2 separate regions of the Ovis aries genome follow, and region 2 is linked to region 1. Evidence: chromatin contacts called from public Hi-C data. All regions are on one chromosome and are shown on one strand. Each heading gives the region's core, a stretch centred on a gene start, on an enhancer-like site or on the middle of the called end of the contact. The rest is flanking DNA. Distances are from core to core; before and after follow the strand shown. Region 1 has its middle 9.4 kb from the start of NSD1. Region 2 overlaps NSD1 (nuclear receptor binding SET domain protein 1).

The links. A called contact is a pair of places that touch in the nucleus more often than the background predicts.
Region 2: a Hi-C map of liver shows a contact between it and region 1, with 1.9 times the contacts expected there. The contact joins two enhancer-like sites. A contact is called at or near these places in 5 of 16 Hi-C or Micro-C datasets (hypothalamus, liver, muscle and 2 more).

Annotation. Positions count from the first base shown.
Region 1 is chr5:36,316,380-36,320,207 of ARS-UI_Ramb_v3.0, forward strand. No RefSeq gene overlaps it. Among named protein-coding and RNA genes, the nearest start is that of NSD1, 9.4 kb to the right of the region's middle. Within about 2 kb of position 1,987, at least 2 of the 54 cell types and tissues checked have an H3K27ac peak or open chromatin away from gene starts, as enhancers often do. A contact at or near this core is called in liver, where this site is marked.
Region 2 is chr5:36,408,570-36,412,235 of ARS-UI_Ramb_v3.0, forward strand. All of the region lies in intron 6 of NSD1 (nuclear receptor binding SET domain protein 1), which reads left to right. Among named protein-coding and RNA genes, the nearest start is that of RAB24, 70 kb to the right of the region's middle. Within about 2 kb of position 1,727, at least 2 of the 54 cell types and tissues checked have an H3K27ac peak or open chromatin away from gene starts, as enhancers often do. A contact at or near this core is called in liver, where this site is marked.

The DNA of each region.
Region 1 (3,828 bases), core at 737-3,236:
ACAATGTAATAATTCAATATTTATACATGTTGTGAAATGATCACTACATCAGCCTAGTTAATATCCATCACCATATACAATTACAAAAATTTTTTTTCTTGGATGAAGATTTTAAAATCTACTCTCTCAGCAACTTTCAAACATGCAAAACAGTGTTATTAACTATAATCATCATGCTATATATAACATCCCCCAGATTTAGTCCATGCTTTATCCCCATTTTCCTGCCATTGCTCTGGTAAAGACCATAGCTACCTTTTGACTCATGGTCCCAGCATCTTCCCAGGTATCTCTGCCTTCACACTCATCTTCCACATAGTCCCAGGTTCATGTTTTCTGATGTTGTATCTGATTGTGGCACTCCCCATGCCAGTGGAATTAAATTCCAGGCCTCAGAGCTCTTCATAGTCTGCTCCTGATGACTTCTTAAAATTCTCTCTCCCTTCAGCCACTCAACCAGATCCCATTACATTTCCTTCATACTCTTCAGAAATATCTTCTGAAAAGAAAAGGAAAAAAAAGATACAAAAGTATCTTCTAAGAACTGAGGCTTAAAACAAAAGTAACTAGAAAGCTATAAATTCAATCTGAGACACTGTTTAAAAAACAGAAAAATCTAATTCTTAAAAGCATGTTTGAAGGCCTTGCTGTTAAAAAAATAAAATCCATCCTATTAAACTGAGGTATTTAATTGAGAAAAACCTAATTTATGAGCTTCATCAAGCTCATATGTGGGAAAGTATCCACATAAGAGAATGGGTATCAGTGGTTTGAAGGATAATCCTGGGGACAATAATGGAGCCCTTTTAAATTTTTTAAAATATTTGTTTATTCATGTATTTCTTTTTGGCTGCACTGGGTCTTTGTTTCGGCATGCAGGCTTTCTATACGTGCGAGTGGAGGCTGCTCTTATTGCAGTGCACAGGCTTCTCATTGAGGTGACTTCTCTTGTTGGGGAGCATGGGCTCTAGGGCCTGTGTGCTTCAGCAGTTGAGGCTCCTGGCTCTAGAGTGTGGGCTCAGAGTTGTAGCACTTGGGCTTAGTTGCCCTGAGGCATGTGAGATCCTTCTGAACCAGGGATCAAACTTGTGTCCCCTGCATTGTCAGGCAGATTCTTAACCACTAGACCACCAAGGAAGTTCCATGGAGCACCCTTAAGAAAGGCCATGTCACAAATGATCTGATAACACAAAGAAGGATAATTGAACAAATTAACATGAACATCAACAATTCTGAACCAAAAAAAGTGATTCAGGAGTCTACATTCAAATGTAAAGAAGTTTTAAAAATACCTTAATTAATTTATAGCACTTTTATTTTTCTGTTTATGAATGCACAAAAATGATATGTGAGTTTTTAAAACTATGAGTAAATCTAAAGGAGCTCCTTATGTAAGTTTAAAATTAAGAATATAAGGAATTAAGAAAAAAATCTTCCAAGATCTCCCAAAGATTCAAGAATATTACAAATCTACAGACGAAAATATGTAGCCAACAAGTCCAGAGATCAGCCAAAGTCACTGAGGGAGGCAGGGTTCATTTAATTCACTTCCACTCTCAAACTGGCCTCACGGCTTGCCTTTGCTCCTACCCCAACCATGTTGGCCTGTGATCTGCCTCAGGTCACTTTAGCCTTGAGAAGTGTCCCACAGGAGGTAACACTCCACACTAACCAATGTGTGCCCAGCGGTGGCTCGTATGTAGGGTTTAGGAAATGTTGCCTGAGGTCAGGGGCCCTGTGCTATGGCTTCTCCTCTGCTTCAGCCAGCCTGAGCCCCAAGGCCTTGACTTCACATGCATCACCCCTTGACCTTTTATCTGGTAGCCATTTCCCCCTAGAACCCTGGAGGGGATCCAATCATGAGTGGAGAGTGCCCACTTGTTAGGTCCAAGCCTGGGCTCTGGCCCCAAGGTCACTCAGCTGTCCTCTGCTTCCTTGAGCCTGCAAGCCCCTCCCTTCCCTCTCACTTCCTATCTCTGGAGAACACAGAGGTACTGGGTGGGACCTCTCTCAATTTCCTTCCCTTCCCACTTAAAACATAGCTGAGGCCCCTTGCCTTTCCCTGCATGTCTCAAATATTAAGGGGTTTCTCATCTGCTCTTTGGGGCACCCATCCCGCTATGGCCCCATTCAAATACCCTGTACCTCCTTGCACCTCCTTGATCTCTCATCATTATCGTACCCCCAACTTCCCCCTCCCAACTGACTTCTTCCCAAAACATTGTACTTATTCAGTGTTATTCATTCAATAAGACATTTAATAAGTTTCATTTGATTTACTCATTCAATCCACAAATATCTGTAAGCATCTACTCTGCACCAAGGCGCTGGCAACACAGCAGTGAATGAGTCCTAACTTCTTGGTATGTCTATTCTAGACAATGAGAAAGATGGAGGTATGGGACCAAAAAAAAAAAAAAAAAATCAGGCAATTTAGACTATAATTTATAAGGGTGGGAGGGATAGATTGGGTGTTTGAGATTGACATGTACACACTGCTATAGTTAAAATAACATGCTTTTCCATAAAAAAAAAGAAAAGACTTTGTACTACTGGCATAAAGATAGATCTATTGAGTCAGTGATAGTGAGGTGGATGAACCTAGAGCCTGTTACACAGAGTGAAATAAATCGGAAATAGAAAAACAAATATCATATATATTAACACATATATATGGAATCTAGCAAAATGGTACTGATTGACCTGTTTGCAGGGAAGGAATGGAGATGCACATGTAGAGAAGGGACTTGTGGACACGGGGGAAGGAGAAGGTAGAACGAACGGAGAAAGCGTTGATATGTATACACTATTGTGTAAAATAGACAGCTGGTGGGAAGTTGCTATATATATATACAGGGAGCCCAGCCTGGTGCTCTGTGATGACCTAGAAGGGTGAGGGGAAGGAGGGAATATATGCATAAGTATGGATGATTCGAGTTACTGTATGGCAGAAACCAATACAACATTGTAAAGCAATTTACCTCCAATTAAAATTAAATTTTATAAAAGATCTATTGGTCAATGGAATAGATTGAGAATTCAAGAAGAAACCCAGGCTTCTATGGTCAACTGATTTTTTCTTTTTCTTTCTTTTTAATTAATTATTTAATTAATTTGTTAAAATTAATTTAATTAATTAAATTTTTGGCCACATTGTGCTGCATGTGGGATCTTAGTTCCCCAACCAAGGATTGAACCCACACCTTTGCATTGGAAACATGGAGCCTTAAGCACTGCACCACCAGGGAAGCCCCTGACTTTTTGGCAAGGGTGTCAAGACCATTATCGAAGAGGAAAAGTCAGTCTGTGTAAAAAAATGCTGTTGGAACAACTAGTTATCCACATGCAAAAGAATGAAGTTGGATCCCTACCTCACACTATAGTAAATTAACTCAAAAGTCCTAAATGTAAGGGCTAAAATTATTTCATGGGATTAAACAATGGTTTCTAAAATATTAAAAAAAACACAGCAACAAAAGAAATAAACAGATAAATTGGACTTCATCAAAATTAAAAGCCTTTGTATTTCAAAGGATACTATCAAGAAAGTGAAAACACAAGTCACAGAATGGGATAAAATATTCGTAAATCTTATATCCAAAAATGACTTGTATCCAGAATACATAGAGGATCCTTATAACTCAATAACAAAAAAAGATATTACCCAATTTAAAAAATGTGCAAAGAATCTGGATAGACATGTCTTGAAAGAAGATACACAAATGGTCAACAAACACAAGAAAATGAGCTCAACATCACTAGTTGTTCAGGAAATGCACACTCAAACCACAAAGGGATACCATTTTGTACCCACTAAGATAATTACAC
Region 2 (3,666 bases), core at 477-2,976, 92 kb after region 1:
GTTATCTTATCACTGTGGAATTATGTTAGAGATCAGTAGCAAAAGATATTTGAAAATAACCCGTAAATTTTCAAGTGTAATGTGACATTTACCAAGAAAGATCTTTGACCTAGCCATTGAAAGTTTCAATAAAGACTGAAAAAACACAAAGGGTGATTGCACAGAAGAAAGCATTTAAATGATTTTTTGGAAAATAACCTGTATATTTTCAAGTGTAATGTGACCTTTACCAAGAAAGATCTTTGACCTAGCCATTGAAAGCTTCAGTAAAGTTAGAAGACTGAAAAAGCACAAAGGGCAGTTGCAGAGAAGTAAGCATTTAAATGAGCAATTAGTATCAGAATGAGAAATTTATATCAAAGATACTTTTAAAATCCCTTGTGTTTGGAAATTAATTGTCCACTTTTAAACAGTGGGTGTATCTTAAGAAGCCATAGCAAGAAAATAGAAAATAAAAATGCAAAGAGATTTTTCCAGAATTTGTTGCATGCAGCTTCAGTTGCTCAGTGTAGTTGAATACAAAGTGGAGTTTTGAATAAGGTATGAAAAGAAAACAAATAATGGATACTAGGATAAAAATGTGTGAAATTTTGAACAAAGTCTGTAGTTTAGTTAATAATGTTGTATCACATGTTAATTTCTTAGTTTTGTTTGTTTTTTACAGAACATAGTATTTCTTTAGGTTCTCAGAATTGGATTAGAAATTTCAAGCCTCATTCAAAAGGTGTTTTAAAATCACTAAGATGATAAGCTTTCTAAACTTTTAGCTGTAATACTTGATGCCAAAATGCATGGAATTATATCAAAGTTTTGAGTGAATATAAATTAGAAATCTCGCATTCAGATTAAGTCAAACAAATGGAATGAATGTCATAAAATTTTTTGCTAGACAATAACTCATTTTTTCCAAAATATATGTTATACATAATATATATATATATGCATACACCCACACAAAAGCTTTTCTATTATGCTTATAAAGACTTAAGAAAGAAAAATTTTTTAAAAAGGATGGAGAAATTAGAAAACATGCTGAATAAAATAGTAGCACTGATTTTGAAATAGAAGAAGTAAAATAAACTAGATAATTTAAAAATCATCATAGAGTGTACTTGTTTTTAAACATGACCACTCATTAGAAACACTTCTAGAGCTTTGGAGAAAAAAGTACTATCTGGGCATTTGTATTCTTCAAGAAATCCCAAGATAATTTTGATATGCATCTGGATTTTAAAAAGTACTTACAGGTTTTTCTATAAAATAGTATTTTAGTCTTAAAGAATTCTAGTATTTTTTTTGACTGTTACTGTTTTTTGTTGACTGTCATGATTTCTTTTAGACATCGGTGTTCTCTTGTAGATCACTGAGTTTCCTTAATACAATTGTTTTGAATTCTTTGATAATTCATAGATCTCTGTTAGTTTATGGTTAGTTTCTGAAGATTTATTTTGATTCTTTGGGATGTGTTTCCTTGTTTCTTCATATATTTCATAATCCCTCCTACCCCTACCCCCCTGGCCCTAGTTTCATGCATTTGAATTTGATTAAACAGCCACTTTTTTGTGTCTTTACAGACTGGCTTCATATAGGGGAAGGCATACCAATCATATTGGCTAGAGATTCTGGGGACCTCTGGAATCTTTGTAGAATGGGCTTCTGTGGGCTTGTGTGTGTAGTTTCCTAATCAGAGAGGTTTGTCTGTTTCTTTTTCAGGAGTTTGCAATCTCTTGCTTCCTCTTGTGTTTTTCTGCAGTACTGCAAGTTAGTTGTTGCTATTGCAACAAGCTTTCTCACTGTCTTTAATTCTCAGCAGCTCCCAGGTATCTGAAGAAGCCAGCTCTCTGTTAGCTTCCACAAGCAGGCCAAACAGGTACTAGTCCCTTGGTCAATTTTCTAAAAATCCAGATTTCCAAATACTCCCTCTTTTACCTCCGTTTGTAGAGAGAAGCCAGGAGTTTAGTACTTTCTCCCAGTCTTACCAATCTGGCCCCTGTCTATGTCACTATAGCCCCTCTGGTTCCACAACATGTTCCCTCTCTCCCTTATTTGTAGTGCCTCCAAGAGTCCAAACTGTGTGACTTCTCTTGGGTTCCCAGTCAGATTAGACAGAAACGAAAAAACTGCAATGTTGGACACCTCCAACATTCAGCTTTAAGGGGGAGCTCAATTGTGCTTGCTTTTAGAGTGGCAGTCTCAGGTAAAGTGAATTGGCTCTTCTAATCCATTTCAGTGCTGTTTTTCATGGGTTTGCACTTGCCCTGGGGTACTGTAACTTCTTAACTGATTCTGCCTTCCTGCTGTACAAGTTTTGAGGAACTGCCAGAATGTTTTGCAAAGGTGTCTACCTTTACATATACACCTATTTGACAAAGCTGTCCTGGCTGGTGTCAAGTGGTATTTCATTACTATGATTTTGATTTGCATTTCCCTGATGACTGACCATATTGAACATCTTTTTTTATATGTTTTTTGATCACTTAAAATGTTTTTTGGGCTGTTTGTCTTTATTATTTAATTGTAAGAATTCTTTACATGGTCTCTATATAAGTCCACTATTAGATATGATTTGCACATATTTTCTCATATTTTGTGGGTCACCATTTTTATTTATAATCATATATTTTGAAGCACAGACATTCTTAATTTTGACAAAGTCTGATTTGCCCATTTTTTCTTTGGTTCTTTGTGCTTTTGGTTTCATAGCTCAAGTAACCATTGTTAATCTAGTTGTCTCAGCACCATTTGTGAAGAAGGGTATTCTTTCCCCATTGAATGGTCCTGGCACCCTCTTTGAAAATCTTTTGACCATAAATGTGATAGTTTATTTCTGGACTCTCAATTCTTTTTTATTACTATATATGTCTGTCTATATGCCAGTACCACAAATTCTTAATCTTTGTAGTAATTAATTAGTGTAGCTCTGAAATCAGAAAGTACAAGTCTTCCAACGTTATCCCTTTTCAAGACCATTTTGACTCTTCTGGATTTTTGCATTTCTGTATTTATTTTAGGTGCTTCTTATCATTTCTGCTGAAAAGCCAGCTGGGATTTTGATAGAGGTTGTGCTGAATCATAGGTCAATTTGAGCAGTGTTGGCATTGTAACAATGTTAGGTTTTCCAACCTATGAACAAGAGATGGCATTTCATTAATTTAGGTCATCTTTGTTTTCTTTCAACAATGTTTTGTAGTTTTCAGTGTACAACTCTTGCATTTCTTCTGTTCGTTTTGTCCCTTAGTATTTTTATCCTTTTTTGGTGCTATTATAAATAAGATTATTTTCTTAGTTTCATTCTTGGATTTCCCATTGCTAGTATGTAAGAAATATAGTTGACTTTAAAAAAAATTTTTTTACTTAATTTTTTAATTGAAGGATAATTGCTTTACAGAATTGTGTTGGTTTCTGCCAAACACCAACATGAATCAGACATAGGTATACATACGTGCCCTCCCTTTTTGAAGCTCCCTCCCACTTTCCTCCCCATCCTACCCCTCTAGGTTGTTACAGAGCCCCGGTTTGAGTTCCCACAGTTGACTTTTATATATTGATCTTATGTGTTGCAACCTTGCTGAACTTTTTTTTTTAAGCTCTAATCGTTTTATTATGAATTCCTTAGTATTTCCTGGGCTTCCCTAGTAACTCGCATGGTAAAGCATCTGCCTGCAA